Linked DNA regions of Sus scrofa: regions 1 and 2 are each linked to region 3. Evidence: chromatin contacts called from public Hi-C data. All regions are on one chromosome and are shown on one strand. The core of a region is the stretch at or near the end of the contact, and the rest is flanking DNA. Distances in the headings are between cores, read along the strand shown. Region 1 has its middle 47 kb from the start of RNF19A. Region 2 overlaps SPAG1 (sperm-associated antigen 1). Region 3 holds the start of POLR2K (DNA-directed RNA polymerases I, II, and III subunit RPABC4).

What was found. A called contact is a pair of places that touch in the nucleus more often than the background predicts.
Region 1: a contact with region 3 is called in a Hi-C map of alveolar macrophages, with 5 times the contacts expected there. The contact joins the enhancer-like site here to the promoter of POLR2K in region 3. A contact is called at or near these places in 2 of 5 promoter capture datasets (fetal liver and liver), 32 of 47 Hi-C or Micro-C datasets (adipocytes, alveolar macrophages, blood and 17 more) and 2 of 2 datasets of contacts at active chromatin or transcription factors (alveolar macrophages and skeletal muscle).
Region 2: a contact with region 3 is called in a Hi-C map of embryonic fibroblasts, with 2.2 times the contacts expected there. The contact joins the enhancer-like site here to the promoter of POLR2K in region 3. A contact is called at or near these places in 6 of 47 Hi-C or Micro-C datasets (brain, embryonic fibroblasts, epiblast stem cells and 2 more) and 1 of 2 datasets of contacts at active chromatin or transcription factors (alveolar macrophages).

Annotation. Positions count from the first base shown.
Region 1 is chr4:36,735,761-36,738,840 of Sscrofa11.1, forward strand. No RefSeq gene overlaps it. Among named protein-coding and RNA genes, the nearest start is that of RNF19A, 47 kb to the left of the region's middle. Within about 2 kb of position 1,666, at least 10 of the 83 cell types and tissues checked have an H3K27ac peak or open chromatin away from gene starts, as enhancers often do. A contact at or near this core is called in alveolar macrophages, where this site is marked.
Region 2 is chr4:36,778,116-36,780,815 of Sscrofa11.1, forward strand. It overlaps SPAG1 (sperm-associated antigen 1), which reads right to left. Exons shown (of 19, transcript XM_021089047.1): 11 at 1,225-1,617; 12 at 724-823. Among named protein-coding and RNA genes, the nearest start is that of SPAG1, 65 kb to the right of the region's middle. Within about 2 kb of position 1,421, at least 46 of the 83 cell types and tissues checked have an H3K27ac peak or open chromatin away from gene starts, as enhancers often do. A contact at or near this core is called in alveolar macrophages, embryonic fibroblasts and subcutaneous adipose tissue, where this site is marked.
Region 3 is chr4:36,851,357-36,854,306 of Sscrofa11.1, forward strand. POLR2K (DNA-directed RNA polymerases I, II, and III subunit RPABC4) reads right to left here and starts at 1,266. Exons shown (of 4, transcript XM_003355012.5): 1 at 1,126-1,266.

The sequences.
Region 1 (3,080 bases), core at 416-2,915, 120 kb before region 3:
TTAGCACAAATATGAATTAAGATTAAAACTGTGTTTCTTGGAATAGTCCTCCCAACCCATTGCTTAATTATAGCAAATACTTTGTCTTGTTTTACAGATGGGAAACTGACCTAAAAGAGGTCAAAGGGCAGGTGGTCCCATTAAACTTTCAGCTATTCTTAGATTTGACTTAGGTCGATAGTAAAACTATAAGGAAAAACAGAAAACCAAGTCAGTTCGGTTTGTAAGTGTCCCGTGGGCTTTCTGCCTGCTATGCAGTGAAGCAGGCCTGCAAGTGGTGGGATTTCAGACTGTCTCCAGTGCACTGTTACATTGGAGAGTCTACAGTAAAGTAATTCAATCGTATTGAGCTCTTCCTCCTAATCACCTCAAGTCAGTTTAAAAACATGGCTTAGGTGTTCCCATCGTGGCTCAGTAGAAACGAATCTGACTAGCATCCATGAGGATGCAGGTTCGATCCCTGGCTTCGCTCAGTGGGTTGAGGATCTGGCGTTGCCGTGAGCTGTGGCATGGGCCAGTAGCTGCAGCTCTGACTTGACTCAATATGCTGCAAGTTCAGCCCTAAAAAAAATAAAAATAAAAACATGGTTTATATTTTACCACTCCCTAAAAATAGTCCTGACTAACTCTCTTTGGCCCTTTTAGTAACTCTGACACTTAAACCTTTTATTGATGCTTTTTTTCCCCTACTAGAGTCTCTTGAACTTTTCTTTTTCTTCCAAATTAGCCATAAACTCATTAAAAGCAAAAGCTCTCTTTTTTATTTATCCCCCGCAATACTTCATTCATAGGGTCATAGATAGTTTAGTTCCCTTACGATGCTTAAGCAACTCAGATATTCCTTAGCTATTGCACCCTCGGCTTTTAGTACAGTGGGTGACATATTCCAATTTGCCTATTTTATTTACTTACTTATTTTGGCCATGCCTGTGGCATTTGGAAGTTTTCAGGCCAGGGATCAAACCCACGCCACAGCAGTGGCCCAAGCCGCTGCAGTGACAACACTGGATCCTTAACCCACTGTGCCATAGGAGAATTCCTGCAAGTGGTATTTTAAAAGTTAGATTCCCAACCCCTTGGACTCTAAGATTCCCTAATGATTCTGATGCAAATATTCCAAGAACCACTGTTTGAGAAGTATTTGGAGGATCACTGTAAACTTCTCAGCTGTAGGGACTTCTCTACATGAATTTTGGCACCTTTGAGGACACTGTTCTCTAGATTCATTCCCTTAATATTTGCCAAGCACGCACCAGCCTTGGCCAGATTCTGAATGGATATCTGTGTTGGCTCACCCGCAAAACAGTGACAGGTTGGAGAAGAAAGACACATGCTATTATTACACACAGAGTCTCCCTTAAGCTCAACCTGTGGAGGAATCTCTTGGCTGTTGTAATGTGACTAATTTCCAGAAGGTGGCACCAGACTGCTTCTCTGGCTATAACTGTTCTATTAGCCTGATCTCAATGCGTGTCTCTTATCCAATAAGTAAATATAAATGTGTCTGTAGTATTTGAAAAGAGCGCTGTTATCCTTTTCTAACAACTTAGATGAGATCATTATATTTATGGGAAGAGAGTCGTTTTACACGTGAAGGTAAGATAAGGAATGGAAGAAGATAACGCATTTTCCACAACTCCATAGTCCTACAACCTTGAATGGCCGGAAGTTAGCCTTCTCGTCATGCCCATGAGGAACCTACAGTTTTCCAGGTTATACAGCTCCTGGGTATTACTGAAATCCCAAATTGGGATTTAATCCCTGGTGTGTCTGATGCAAAAGCCTATGCTCTAAAGCAGTTTCCCAGGAAAAAAAGAGAGGGGGCTGCTGTGGGAGTCTCTCACATGCTTTCCTGCTTCTTTTTCATTCATCTTTCTTATCAGCAATTAACCTTCTTTTATTTTGATTTTTGGCAAAAGACATCAAAACCTACAAATGTGACAAAATGCATTATATTCTGGAGACAGATTTCTAGTAACAGACGTATCCTTGTGTGGAGAAGGACTTGAGAGGGGCAGCAGCCTAGGACTTCCCCATCAGTCCCTAGGAGTCCTTTCAGTCTGGGTAGCGCCACCTGGCTGATTGGAGAGTAAAATTCCAAATGAACACACTTTGCTTCATCCTGTTTCTAGATAGTAAACCCATACAATAGAAGAACATGTATAATAAAGCATCTTTGAACTCTAATGTAATGTTCTGCCGTAACTCAGGATTAATCTCTTTGCATGCACGTAGTGTCGTCAGCCCTTTGCTTCCTGTTGAGACGGTCTCCAGTGAAGAGGACACTGCTAACAGCGAGGCGCCACACACTGGTCATATAAAGGGAATTTTCACCCAGATGCATAAGCAGTAGAAATGAAAAAGCCAAACTTAAAGCTCCATGGTTTTGATGTTTTCCTGACAAATATCACATTCTCAAAATATCCACCACTGGGCAGCGTCGGTGTCTACAGCCCTTTGCATTTTGAGATCTTGCTCGTGGAGGTGGTACTCTCTGAATCTGCCCGAGTGGATGATCACTCATTCTGAGCAAATCAGAACTATCACAGCCAGCTGAGATTCCGTGTTGTAGCTGCCCTTAATGCTTTGCTTCTTTACCTTCCAAATTTCACCTCTTTTGCCCATAAATCGTAGCAAAAGGGCAGAAACAATACAGTTTGCTCCTTGGCATTTGTGTTCTTATTTGGGCTTTAAGGATTAGATTTAGGTGAGAAGCTCTCTTAAAAAACTCTCTTTAGGAGTTTCCGTTGTGGCGCAGTGGTTAACGCATCTGACTAGGAACCTTGAGGTTGCGGGTTTGATCCCTGGCCTTGCTCAGTGGGTTGAGGATCTGGCGTTGCTGTGAGCTGTGATGCAGGTCGCAGATGGGGCTCGGATCCTGCGTTGCTGTGGCTCTGGTGTAGGCCTGCAGCTGCAGCTCTGATTTGACCCCTAGCCCAGGAACCTCCATATGCCGAGGGAGCAGCACTAGAAAAGGCAAAAAAAAAAAAAAAAAAAAAAATCTCTTTAGGCCTCAACAATATAACCCAATTCTGAGTTAGAAAAGGCTTTTCTGGATTTGATCAAGGTTGTTAAGAGCA
Region 2 (2,700 bases), core at 171-2,670, 73 kb before region 3:
AGACACTTGTTATTCGTGTAAATATATTCATCCATCCTAGCACGTAACCTGTTGAGTACCATGGGTGACTGCTCTGCTGCAGGGATGCAACTCCATGTAAAACAGGATTCCTGAACACACAAGTGCTTAAAATCCAATGCAGCAGATGAGCTGTACCTACAGGTATGTGAATGCTAATGCAAGCCTTACAGTCATGCACATGACCGGGAGCCTGATGTCACCAGGAAGGCAGAGAGGAGGGGGCAGGTGAGCAAGGGTTTCTGAAGCAAAGATGTGCAGAGGGCATTAGAGATAGTGGACCAAATGGGAGCAGAAAGTTTGTTTGGGGGACAGTGTGGGGACAGAGGAGCTTATAATTATCTAGAAGACTATACTGAGCCACCCAACACCTGTTGAAACAGTCTGTACAAAATAATGATTCAGGAAAAGTTATTCATATGCCACTGTGGATTGGAAGAGGCAGAGACTAGTTAGAAGGTTCTCCTCCAATGTTCTCGGAATGATGTGAGGAGTATGAATTAAGGACACGAAAAAAGTTTGCACAATCTTCCATAATTGTCTTCATATACATGACAGAACTTACGAATTGTATTAGCAAACACATACCTTAAATGCCTTAAGAAAGTAGACTCAGAGGCAGAGAATTTAGAAGGATATTAAAATTGCATTCATCATCACACTGAAATGATAATCTCTTGATAAACCTGAAATACGGGAGTTTACCTGTTACAATCTTGAATGCAGCCACTGCAGTTTCCGTCTTTTAGGTAACATGCTGCTCTATTTGAATATAAGATACTGAGATCATCTGCACTTCCACTTCCTAAAAGCACATTTAATTAAACACAGTTAAAATCCATTAGCGAAATCACAGTTCACCAGAATTAACAAGGCCACTGGGGTCTCCCGTGGGGCTGCGGTCCTACCGCCTACCGATGCTGCAGCTCCGAGCAGCTGCCGGTGCCCGTGCCCGCAGTGGGCACACAGGCCAAGCCCGTAAAGGGACAGACGCGGATAAGCCTCGTTCGGGCGCACGCTACGCGCACCAAAGCACTGCTCCGGGAGGTCAGTTCGCATCCGCTCTGCCCTAGGTTACCGGGAAGGAGCGTACAGAGCGAGCGCCTGTCATTCGGGCGGTGGCCTGCGGCTCTCCCGCGGTGGCCCCTCAGGTCCCGCGAGCCGCAGCCCGAGGGCCCAGAGCCCCGGCGGGCGCCACTCCCTCACCTGCAGGCTCCAGCTGCGCGATCGCCGCCGAGTACTTGAGGGCCGCCTCGGCGAACTGCCCATGTTTGAAAAGCTCGTTGCCCTGACTCTTCAGGCCGGCGGGGCCGACCGGGGCGACAGGCGCGGGCGGCAGGGTGGCGGGCTCCGGGAACGCACAGGCCGCGGGGTCCCCGGCGCCTCGCCCGCCGCCCGGGTGCCCGTTGGCGCCTCCCGCCGTCGCGGAGTCCCGCGTCTGGCCCCGCTTGTCGGCGCGGGCCTCTGGCGCCCGACCCCGCCGCGGCGCACCCCGATCCTGCCGCTTGCCGCCCTCGCTCTTGCGGGTCAGCTTCTTCTGGATGTTGCCCATGGCGCGCGGGTCCGTGGCGCGCTCGGCTCCCGCCGGCTCCGCGGCCTCTGTAGGGAGTGGATGCGGGAAGTGAGTATTTGCATTACCAGCAGCAACTACCTCCGAGGCCGCTGGGGTGCCGGCGCAGGGGCGGTTCCCAGGGGCGAAACCCGGCCGGGAGGGCCCGCCCATTGGGCGGAGTCCGGCAGTTCCGGCTCCTCCAGGGGCCGGTCCACGCGGAGGGTGGACCGTAGAGGCAGCGCTCCGAGCCCCAGTGGTTTTCCAGGCTACCGACAGAAGCCAAGCCCGGGTTTAACCCTTCAAACGCTGAAGAGCTTGGGACGTGAAAGCCAGCATTTCAAAATCATTCATTCCCTTCATCAAAGCATTTGTGACGAGGTAGATCTTAGAAAAGATGTACTTTTCTTCCATTTACAATCTACAAGTGAATGAAGTTCTAAGACTTGAATTCGATAATTGCTCCCAAAGTTAGGGTCCACTCTTCTTATGTTAAAGGACTGGGTAAAGATAATTTGGGGGCAGGGAAAGTCGCACTGTCTTTTAAGCCATTTAAAAGTGAATTTAGCAAAGAACTTACATAAAACAGGCACCTAGTTTTTAGTTTAAAATGAACCTTAAAAGGATAACTTGATCCCCTTGCTGTACAGTGGGAAAATAAAAAAATAAAGTATTTGAATCCAAAAAAAACCTTAAAAAGACAGTAAAATTTCCATTACAATCCTTTCTTCAAACTTAAAAATTCCTTGTATCTTGATTGAAAGATTTCAGGTATTTATCAGGCACTAACGATTGATTATAGAATTGCTTTTTTTTTTTTTTAAGGGCCACACTTGCAGCATATGGAGGTTCCCAGGCTAGGGGTCCAGTCGGAGCTCCAAGTGCAGGCCTTTGCCACAGCCACAGCAACCTCAGATCCCAGTGGCATCTACCATCTACACCACAGCTCACAGCAACACCAGATTCTCAACCCAATGAGCTAGGCCAGGAATTGAACCTGCAACCTCATGGTTCCTAGTCAGATTCGTTAACCACTGCACCACGACGGGAAATCCCTAATCTGACTTTTAATGAATGTATTTCCTGTTCTGTTTATGAAAGGTAAAGCCAGAACTTGAAGCACAAAGACAGAG
Region 3 (2,950 bases), core at 16-2,515:
GAAAGCTAAAAAGCTAAAAAGTTCCCAATTCCTAATCCGTACTTTTTAAAAATCCTACCGCTGGTTCTAAAGAATGAATCAAACCCACAAATAAGCATTTTGCATTTACCCCCAAACTGGACTCCATAAACACTTTACAGATTTCATATTTACACATGCTATTTCATTATAATCTCTACAACAATTCTAGGCGGTTAAATAATTACTCTTAATGAACAGATCAAGAAACTAAGATTTAGGGAAGGTTAATTTGGTCAGGATTATTCAGTAGTTAAAAGGCAGAGGAATTTAGATCTGACTGCGAAGCTCTGGTTTTCATTTAACACGAGTACAAGTACTATTTTTCTTTTTCTTTCTTTTTCTTTTTTTTTGTCTTTTTGCTATTTCTTTGGGCCGCTCCCACGGCATATGGAGGTTCCCAGGCTAGGGGTCGAATAGGAGCTGTTGCCACTGGCCTACGCCAGAACCACAGCAACGTGGGATCCGAGCCGCGTCTGCAGCCTACACCACAGCTCACGGCAACGCCGGATCATTAACCCTGCCCTGAGCCAAGGGCAGGGACCGAACCCGCAACCTCATGGTTCCTAGTCGGATTCGTTAACCACTGCGCCACGACGGGAACTCCAATTTTTCTTTTTCTTTCTCTCTCTCTCTTTTTTTTTTTTCCACCCGCGGCATGTGGAAGTTCCAGGCTAGGGGGTCCAATAGGCCTGACAGCCACAGCAACGCGGGATCCGAGCCCCGTCTGCTATCTATACCACAGCTCAAGGCAACGCTGGGTCGTTAACCCACAGAGCGAGGCCAGGGATGGAATCCGCATCCTCAAGGATACTCATCTGATTCAGTTCCGCTGCGCCACAAGGGGAACTCCCACAAGTGAAATTTTCCCAAAATTTAGCAAGAAATTGCCAAAAAACTATACCCCTCAACAGGAAAACATGCGAACCGAAGAAAAGGGAAAAATAATGAAATAACTCCTAACAGCTGAAAAGGCAGACAACCCAACAGCTAAACAAGCCAAAGGGCTAACAGCATCGACTCCATCCCCAGCCTCTCTCGACTCTAATCCCACACCGGACCTCCTGTAACCCCTAGTATCTTTCCAGTTTTGGCCCAAACACTCACCTTCCAATCCCAAACCGCCAATCCGCCAAACCCCTACCCACGGAACACGGAGAAACTTCCCGAGGCTCCCTAACAGATTCCTGAGGCCGCTGTGTGTCAGCCCACTTCCGGCACTGGCAGATGACGCAGGATGTAGTCTCCGCCCCTTCCGCCCAAGGAGTGGCCGAAGAACCCGGATTGAGCGCGGGCAGTTAAATTGGAATTATGTATGTTTGATTCGCTCTGTAGAGGTTCTTATTTGGCTCCCAACTATTTTCATTTTTCGGGGAGGCAAAGAATTTTAGCAGTTTCTCAGGTCGAAGGAGGTTTGTTTCTATGACAAATGAAGGCCGCAGAAAGTAACAGTTTTCCAAGAGGTCAGAGCGTTAGATACCCAAGTGAAGTGCTCATGGAATCCCTGGGCTGACCGTTACTCCAAAGAACGTGGAAGTATCGGTTTCACCGCTGATTTCCACGTAGAAGAGCAGTTTTCAGATTATGGATTTCAGATCGTTTTAATACCTGTGCCGCCGGCAGTGGAACAGCCGCCTCCTGCCCTTTGCATAATGTTTGCTTTTCGACCCTTTCTCACTTAGGTACCTGTCATCCTTCTCAGCCTCTCCTTTTACTCGTTTTAAAGCACAGGCGGACTTGCAGGCAGCTACATCCAACTACTGCCACTTAAAGCTGAGGGATTTAGGTAGTGGTGGCTGTTTACCGACCCTCCTTTGGTCCCATGTATTCTCTAGAAGAACAAAACGACCTGCTCAGTGGAATCCTTTCAAAGATCAAACTATTAGTGAGACATTATCGTTGGATGTACACATTTACATTCGTTTGCTTCTTTCATAGCAGGCATTTTACTAATATCAGAATGAGAGGAAGAAAATGAAGTTGTTACAATTTAGAAAATACATATTCGTTATCTATTACAGTTAATTGGAGAAGCAGGTTTCTTTCTTCCCAACATGCATTATTTTGGTTTCTTATTAAGCAGGCAATACTGCTCTCTGGTCTTCCATACGGAAACTTGGGAACTTTGAGCTTCGCATTACACTTCCAGGAGGAGTTCCAACTGCCGGCACCTCCACAGACCAACTTGAGAGATTTAACTCAATCTTCCCAGTCTTCTTAGCTCCCTGTTGTAAAAATTTCAGGAAACACAGTGGAGTGTCCTGCTTCTTCCTCCACAGACAGGCTAAGACAGAACATACAAGTATTTTGACCATCTTAAAAAATATCTCTCCTGTCAGCCAAAGGGAAGAGGTAACCCAAAAGAAGAATCAAAATAAGCTTTGCTCCAAGAAGTATTAGATAAAACCATTGTTATCATAAGAGAAAGATTATGGAGTGATCCAAAAAGTATAACTTTAATCATTGCAAGCTGACCTGGATTCCAACTCTCAAGCTTGAGATTTCAAGAAGATGCTGGCACTTAATGCAGTCTATGGAGATCAGGAGGAATTAACACATGCAGAATACAAACGGCTCCTGGGACCCTACAGAGGGGTAGAGTAAAGACAAGTTGTAGCAAGGAGATCCAGAATTTCAACAAGAGTTCATGTTGGGGCTAGATCCCAATCCAACACTCTTGTTCCTATGAGTAGGAACAGTAATTTTAGCATCATGTGGAGCATGGTCAGTGGAAGCTATTATCAGTGATGACAACTAACATTTCTTGAGTGCCTACTATGTGCCAAACATCATTGCATTGCCTTCTCCTAATGAGGGTATTTGTCTTGCCATGTTGGATACTAGTGCTTTTAGTACCTTGTAATATGGTTATGGAGATGCAAATTACCATTTTTTCCCCTTGAATAGCTCTTTTCATTGATCATATTCATTT